Linked DNA regions of Rattus norvegicus: regions 2 and 3 are each linked to region 1. A link is a contact called in public Hi-C data. All regions are on one chromosome and are shown on one strand. Each heading gives the region's core, a stretch centred on a gene start, on an enhancer-like site or on the middle of the called end of the contact. The rest is flanking DNA. Distances are from core to core; before and after follow the strand shown.

What was found. Hi-C and Micro-C count contacts between places; a contact is called where the count stands out from the background.
Region 2: a Hi-C map of Schwann cells shows a contact between it and region 1, with 3 times the contacts expected there. The contact joins the promoter of Itgb8 here to the enhancer-like site in region 1. A contact is called at or near these places in 1 of 12 Hi-C or Micro-C datasets (Schwann cells) and 1 of 1 datasets of contacts at active chromatin or transcription factors (oligodendrocytes).
Region 3: a contact with region 1 is called in a Hi-C map of Schwann cells, with 6 times the contacts expected there. The contact joins two enhancer-like sites. A contact is called at or near these places in 3 of 12 Hi-C or Micro-C datasets (Schwann cells, liver and mammary epithelial cells).

Annotation. Positions count from the first base shown.
Region 1 is chr6:146,095,552-146,098,091 of GRCr8, forward strand. No RefSeq gene overlaps it. Among named protein-coding and RNA genes, the nearest start is that of Abcb5, 21 kb to the left of the region's middle. Within about 2 kb of position 1,275, at least 2 of the 93 cell types and tissues checked have an H3K27ac peak or open chromatin away from gene starts, as enhancers often do. A contact at or near this core is called in Schwann cells, where this site is marked.
Region 2 is chr6:146,349,977-146,352,516 of GRCr8, forward strand. It overlaps Itgb8 (integrin subunit beta 8), which reads right to left and starts at 1,269. Exons shown (of 14, transcript NM_001401817.1): 1 at 125-1,269. The coding sequence starts at 251.
Region 3 is chr6:146,277,898-146,280,437 of GRCr8, forward strand. Itgb8 (integrin subunit beta 8) reads right to left here. Exons shown (of 14, transcript NM_001401817.1): 10 at 2,500-2,540; 11 at 1-125. Among named protein-coding and RNA genes, the nearest start is that of Itgb8, 72 kb to the right of the region's middle. Within about 2 kb of position 1,279, at least 2 of the 93 cell types and tissues checked have an H3K27ac peak or open chromatin away from gene starts, as enhancers often do. A contact at or near this core is called in Schwann cells, where this site is marked.

The sequences.
Region 1 (2,540 bases), core at 25-2,524:
CCTGGCATTCCCCTACACTGGGGAATCGAGCCTTCACAGGACCAATGGCTTCTCCTCCCATTGATGCTAGATAAGACCATCCTCTGTTACATATGTGGCTGGAGCCATGGGTCCCTCCAGGTGTACTTTTTGGTTGGTGGTTTAGTCCCTGGGAGCTCTGGGGGGATCTGGTTGGTTAATATTGTTGTTCTTCCTATGGGGTTGGAAATCCCTTCAGCTCCTTCAGTCCTTTCTTTAACTCCTCACTGGGGTGCCCATGCTCAATTCGATGGTTAGCTGCAAGTATCCTCATCTTACAGAAATAACTGTCGCTCTTCTCATCTTAATACTCCTCCTTCCACATTTTGAGTTCTAGGGATTAGAATTCCTGTCTCATTTTCAGACATTTTAAGTAGTATTTGCAAATTCATTATTTTGTAGCAGTAAGTAAAACCAGGAGACATGAGGTAATTTAATTAGTATTAAAATTATTTTGTGACAATTCCAACTTTAAAAACCAAGAATTTGGTTTTTTAAAATGTCAGATTGGAAAGAAGAGGGCTTAACCCTAGTAAAGTATAGAGCAGTAATAATAGTTGTCTATCATTTATTGACTGTCTGCTCCAGATCAGGACTTTATTATGTAGGATTCTATTACACCTACCCCTACCCCTCAGTGTCTTGGGAAGATGTCTGTCATCCTTGTTTGGGATGAGGAAATTGAGCCCCAGAGATGTCAAGCTGTCACAACAACCACATGGCTTCAGTGGGAAAAGTTGACATTTGATCCCATGTCCCTCAGATGCCACAGTCTACCAGCTTTGCTTTGTGCACACAGTCATTCTCACACTGAGCTTTGAAGCAAGTTTGTCTTTTGCCTATCATAGTTCCCATCTCAAGTTTCTTCCTCAATTACATATTTTATATCCAAAATAAATATTTTTTTCACATTAACCTCTATCTGTACAGGAAGCAGAAAGTTAAAAAAGTTGCATAATTGTCACAAAAACTTCTGGTGATCTTCCACAGGAAAAGGAAGTTGTGGTTTGTAAGAAGCAGTCAGGGAAACTTCAGCATGTCTTTGGGCCATTGGTTTACAGGAGAGGGAAAAAGCAACCAGGCAAAGCAGAACATGTAAATCTGTGTTTGAAGTCATTTCATAAGCATTCATGATTAATGGGGATAATTTGGCTCCATAAAATATCTGCAATATTTTTTTATTCATCTCTCACTGCCTTCATCTGAAGATGTTATGCAGCATTCTGACCACCAGATATCACTGTTGCATATAAAATAGAGTTGTGCCTTCTACGGACAAACTGTCAGCGCAGTCTTGACATTGTCCCTGATGTTTATCCTTTTGCTAAATGGCATTCAAGATCTAAAACACATGTTTTCTGCCCACAGGGAACTTGTGTTTGGCCCCAAAGAAGCAAGCTGAACTGATGTAAATAATTACAGAACATCACAGACTCATACATTCATTACAACTGATTGTGGATACTTAAGGAATAGGAAACGAGTTCTGAAGTCACAGGGAGAAATGCATGGAAACTGAATGGAAACTATGGAAATCCACAGAGTGGGACATAGGTGAGGTTCTAATGGAGGAGTAGGAATAGGGTAGGAGTACTAGACTAAAGATAAAGTTGGACAAGGGAAATTGATCAAAAAAATGGGAGTGGAAAGACAGATTACATTGGATCACAAAAAAACAGAGGCCTTAAACTCATTTTCTATTGACCCTATTTCTAAAATGAAGTGATGTGATTGAGGTTACATTTTTAAGAAGATTGACTCTACATAGCCAAGTGGAAGACTCTAGGGAGGGGCTCTAAGGAACACAAGCATTGCTAAGGAGGTAAGAGAACATCAACTATAGTCTCAAAGAAGTGTGGTGTGGCAGGAGGTGTGGAAGGACAAACCAAGCAACTACTGACTGCTTGCTTTCTTTCGATTATGCATTCTGCAACGGATAGATGGAGTTTACAACTCTACAGCCTGATAACTTGTATGGCTCTTGATGCTTTTCAGGATAAGGTCCCTCTGGGTCACCTGAACCACACACCATCCTGTGAACTTGGTCCTTCTTTAAGTCCCTTGACCTTCCTGTCTTTTTTCATTTCTTCTTCTTATGTTCACCCTTTAACTTCAGTTCAGTTGTCACCCCACAAATGCCTTCCCATTGTACCTGCCAGCCTCTTAGTAATATGACATATACGGAGTGTTTCATAAAGTCTGTTCCAATATAATATACACTTTATAATATGCACTATTAGTTTTTTGTCCCTATAATGTAATATCTAAAGAGTAATTTTTTAACAGAGAAAAGAGGTTTATTTAGTTCTTACAGCTTTGGAGGCTCAAGAACAAGGTGCTGGCATTGGGACCTTCAGATGTATCACATCACGAAGGGTAGAAATGATAAGGACACATGTATGAGGAAGTGATCATACCTCAGATAGTAAGTGAGAGGAACAAGTGAGGCATGACTTAGGCTTTTATAATAATCCTTATTCCAGAGAAAGTAGCACTCCCAGTTCATCTAAAGACCTTGGTAT
Region 2 (2,540 bases), core at 19-2,518, 250 kb after region 1:
GAAATCTCAGGACTGACCAGGACTGACATCTACCACTTACCTGTCTGGGATGCCCAGGCCATAAGCTCTTAATACCAGCCCAAGACTTTGGGAAAAGGGAAGAAAACAAAGCAAAATAACTTACCACTTTGGCCCAATCCGAGAACAAGTGAAAATACCCAGGCCGCCCCAAGAACCAACGCTGGACCTCGCTGGCAGTTGTGCAGGCAGAGCAGTGCAGCAGTCAGAAAAGCCAGGGCCGACCCACACATACTGCAAAGCAGCCTGCCCCGTGCACGCTGCCTAGTTGCTTTCCTGATGCGCTCTCGCGCCTTGGGAGCGCACCTTGAGGCTCGTGGGCCGAGAATCCCTAGGAACTTTTCAACAGGCCGGGTTGATCGACCCAGTCGCTCTGAGTAGGCGATACAGGTATGCGGGCCAGGGCAGCTCTCTGCATCTCAGGGCCCCTGAGGCCCTCCCAGCTTTGCACAGCCGGGGCTTGCAGTCTCAACCAAAAGCACCTCCTAAGACAGCCGATGGCCCGCGGGGGCGAAGCAAGTACGGGCTGCACAGTCCGCTCCCAGACAAAGAAAAAAGCTTTTGTTTCTCCCCAGCCGATGGGGCTCTGCTGCATAAATCAGCTTAGCGAAGAGCCAAACACAATCAAACCCAAACAAAGCCTGAGGCTGGGGGGAAAACCACCCTAATGTAATTCACAGGGTGATGCTGCATTAGTGGGAGGGGATCGCTAGAAGGCCAAGGGGGTGGGGGAGTTGCTGGCGAGTCAGTCGGTGCTAGCTTCTTCCACAGGTGGGCAGGGAGGCCAACTCCACTTAGTCTCAGCTAGCCGAGGTCGAGGCGGCAACGTCCCGATTGGCGGGAGAGGAGACACGGGTGCCAGCAGCTTGGGGGAGCGGCTCCGCGAACCCCCTAGAAGCTCCCGTCTGCACCCGCAGGCAAAGAACAGGGCATCCCAGTTGCCTACTGAGCTGGAAGGGGACGTTCCACGCACCTCGCTGGGAGGGAGTTGCGTACCCTTGTTCTTTCTCGGACTCTGTCGGCTCAGGCGTCTGGCCACCCAGAACCCTGGCAGCTGATGCGTTCTGGGCTGTACCCGGAGAGGATGAGAGGGAAGCGAGGCAGCGATGGGCAGGGATGGGGTGCTCTAGTTCTGTGGCCCCCCGTGAGGGCTCCCAGCTTTCGGGTGTCTGGGCGCGCTCCGAGCTGAGAGTTGCTAGGAAACCTCCCCACGCTACAGTGCTCCTTGCTTGGGTCGCCAGCAAGCGCAGTGGCGGCCCAGGGCAGCAGCAGCAGCAGCAACAGCAGCAGCAGCAGAAGCAGCAAACAGCTCCAGCTCGGAGTAGCGTGGGCGGGACATTGGTGAGGCATGAAGTCACTGCGGCCCACACTCGCTCTTTGTTTTGCTCACTCCAGCTCTTTTTCTCCCCCCTCGAATCTGATAGTTGCCATTCCCATCGTTCTCAAGAATTCCTTGTGCGTAGTGGCGCAACAGGAATCGCATGCTGAGTTCTCTTTTCCCTCACCCCCACCCCCCACCCTATGAGCTCCAACGTTCGCATAACGGTATAGGTGGAAAACTTCGCTCAGATAGAGTGGCAGCTTGAACCCCAACATTTCATCCTCATGCTGCGTTCTTCTTTGTTCAGGAATCCTCATTGGCCCGCAGCTGCTGCATACAAAGTGGATTTTGGGGGCCTCTCCCCTCCCCCAACACTGCTCTTGGAGTATGCACTGCCCACTTTCCTAGCAGCCTTAAGACCTTGCCCCTGTGTCGGAACCCAATTCTGTCTGGGGTCTCCCCAGCCCTTGGAGATTTTGACAAGATGCATTCTACTGTCAGATATATTTCGTTGTTCCTTTTGTAGACCCTCAGCCCTGAAAGAGACAGCCTATCTTTTTCCCAGGGTCTGTTTGTGGTTCTTTGGGCTTTTGTTGGTTACAATGGATCTTTTGACCTTAAATGCCACCTTCTCGGTAAATGGAAACAAGAAGTTACAGATGGCAGCAGAAGAGTGAATGAGTACAAGCTTGTAATTCAGTTTTGCAGTTTTGCGTGAGGCTAAAGTGTTGCTAAACTGGACAGCCAAGGAAGTAGTGCTACCTCTCCAGGTCTTTTCACTGCCCTTGATAACGTAAGGAGAAGGAAGGAACACAGTTCTCTAGGTTTGGGAAAGAACTCTTTCCAACTTGATACCAGGAGGCTTCAAATAGTTTCCCCTGGAGCAGAAGTACTTTCCGTGTCTTGATGTTTGACTTTTTATTAGTGGCTTACACAGGCATCAGACCAGTCCAGCCAGGTCAAGGTGAACTATAGGGGATTTTTTTTTCCTTTTTACTTAATTGTTTCCGGCTTCTTATCTGGAGTAAAGAAAACAAGTAGGAGGTCCCACCAACTCCCTTCTTTAAAATATTCTTTCTGTTTTCTAATTGTTGACAGTAAATGGAAAGTACCTGGTTAGTAAACCACAACATCAAAAACTCCCCTTTCTTCAGGTGTGGACTGTACATTGGGCTAACAAAGCCAGGAACCTAGTTAGAAA
Region 3 (2,540 bases), core at 29-2,528, 180 kb after region 1:
TCTCCCGCTGCAAACTTGGCCCTTGGAGTTGACACAGTGCTGTGCTGAGGCTGATGGACACTGACACCGATCCCCTTCCCAGCCGTTAAAGCACTGGCATCTGCCACCTTCGCACTCCCCATGTCCTGGAACAGAGAAACACCGGAATCAGGGTCACCAGACCTATGAAGTTGGTAAGGTCTCTCCCATTTGCATGAAACATGCATCAAACGTCTAGTGAGTGAAAACAGCATCAGTTTCTGCTTGTTTTGAGAAAGCAATGCCAAAATTAAGAAGTGTTTTGATCACTCTTCTATTGTAGGTAGATTTCTCCAACTAATATGTTATGCTAACATGCACGAAGAAAGCCCCTACTTTAGTGGCTGCCCAACTGCTTAAATGCCATTATGCTTTCAAGTTTTAAGTTAGAAACAGATAAATATAATGAAGCCATAAGGGCTGACTTGAAATCAGCAAAGTAAGAGCCTTTGGTCAATGGTTGCCACAGTCTTGCCTCTTTACTGTTGCTAGGGGCCCAAGAAAACTTTGCATGGTGATAGGGCAACCATTCTAGCACTTCTCTGTATTTTGGTTAAAGATAGGCCTTGTGAGAAGCAGAAACAATCCCCCTTATCCTTAGAACATCATCTATGCAGGAGGTTAGCAGGGCAGGCTTCATCTGTTCTCTGTAGGTCGAACAGAGGAAAAGACAAAGGCACGTGTGCATGTGTGCGGAGCATTTATGCAGACTAACTTGAGAAAAATCTTGGCTAACACACCATTAAATAAATGGATTTTAGACTATAAGAAGTGTCCAAAATTTAATATGGCCATGTGATGTAGAAGTCTTCAAAAGGAGGTACACTGTATGTTTCATATATTTTCAAGCTTATTTGACTACAGACTGAACACCCTTTCTTTTCTTCCTTTACTCTTTTTCACTCTCTTTATCTTCTGGTATCTTTCCCTCTCCCACCCCTACTCCCTCTCCCACTCTCCCTCTTCCTTCTCTTATTGCTATACCTAACAGGTTAATTGTCCCATAGAGCTTACTGCTGGATCAGCTCAATTTGCTAAGTGTAAAACTAATGAGGTCCAGGCAAACAAATGTCGAACACATTCCATTTCCTGATGCAGCTAGCATGCTGAATCCTAGCCAGCTGACCTGTGAACATGAGTTTTCATTACCAAGGGAAAGTAGTAGGGGAAAAAATGCATGTCAGCCTTGTAGCTTGGACTCACACAAGCAATTCAAAGTACATTCTCAGTTGCCTCTGTGTGCCTGTGAAGTGTGTGGTCACAATCATGTAGACAGGGTCAATGCATTGAGATTATGCAGCAGAACTTCAGATTCTCAGTGTATGTGTCAGACAGTTCTACTGACTGATGCCAGAAACGTCACTTTCTTCTTCCTTGTAAAATATTTATTTCCCCTATAAAATATAATAGACAACTGTGGGTTTATTCCTTCCTATTCACAATGCTAGTTATAACTGAATAAATGTCTAGAATAAAGAGCATTGTGTGTGTAAGAGAATTAAAAGATGACTTGTAATAATGCTTTTCTGTAACTTAAAACAAGCTTTCTACCTACTAATGAATAAAGAGTTAAGTTTTATAGGTTTTGATTTCCATATAGTTGTAACAATGAAATATTTTTATTTCCCAATAATTTAACACATATTTCCTTACTAACATGCACATACAAAAAAGAGAGATCTTTATGATAAATAAACTTACCCTTTTGTGGAGAAGCAATCAAGGAATTCAAATGACAGGTAGTTTAATTTATTTTAAAGTTTCACTTTGTTTTAATTTTCAAGTGCTACATAGTTTTTTCTGGACTGTAGCCAGTAGGTGGCAGTGAATTGAATTAGTCAAAAGTAATCTTGATATTTTTATCTTATCCTATTTCACTGCAAAATCTGGTCTGTGCATGGCCAGAAGGACAAAACTTCTGGATTATTTAACAATCCAGTTCTCTCTGAAGAATGCAGTCCTTTGTCCATTCTGTGACTGGTGGTTTTCCAAAAATAAATTGGTGAGGTTCGAATGACTTCGAACTTACAATTCTATCTACAATGGTGCTTTAAGAATTTCCCAGTGTGAGGAATTACATTTTTATAGCTCACTTCCCCTCATCCTGACAGAAATAAAGCCCTCCGCAATCAGGAGGCAGACCACTTGCTGGAATGAATCAGACCCTTATAGAATACCCGCCCTTCTTCTAGAAAACCTCGTCGTCGGCCATCACAAGAAACTTCCTTTTCTTGTGTAAATCTTTCCAAGATCAAGTGATACATGAGATTCATTCTAGGTTTTGATTTTTTAAAAATAGTAACTGTATTCAAGCTAAAAATATAGACATGATCTTGCCATGACCTAATTTCACAGACTATGAAACTTTGAACTTTGATTTTGGGTTAAGTGGCAGTATGTCATCATCTCAGATTTAAAGATAACACTAAACTATATGCCAATATCATGATGAATTCCAACTGCCTGTGTATATCAACTCACCAGAACACACATCTCCATGGAGATAGGGACAAGAGAAGTCA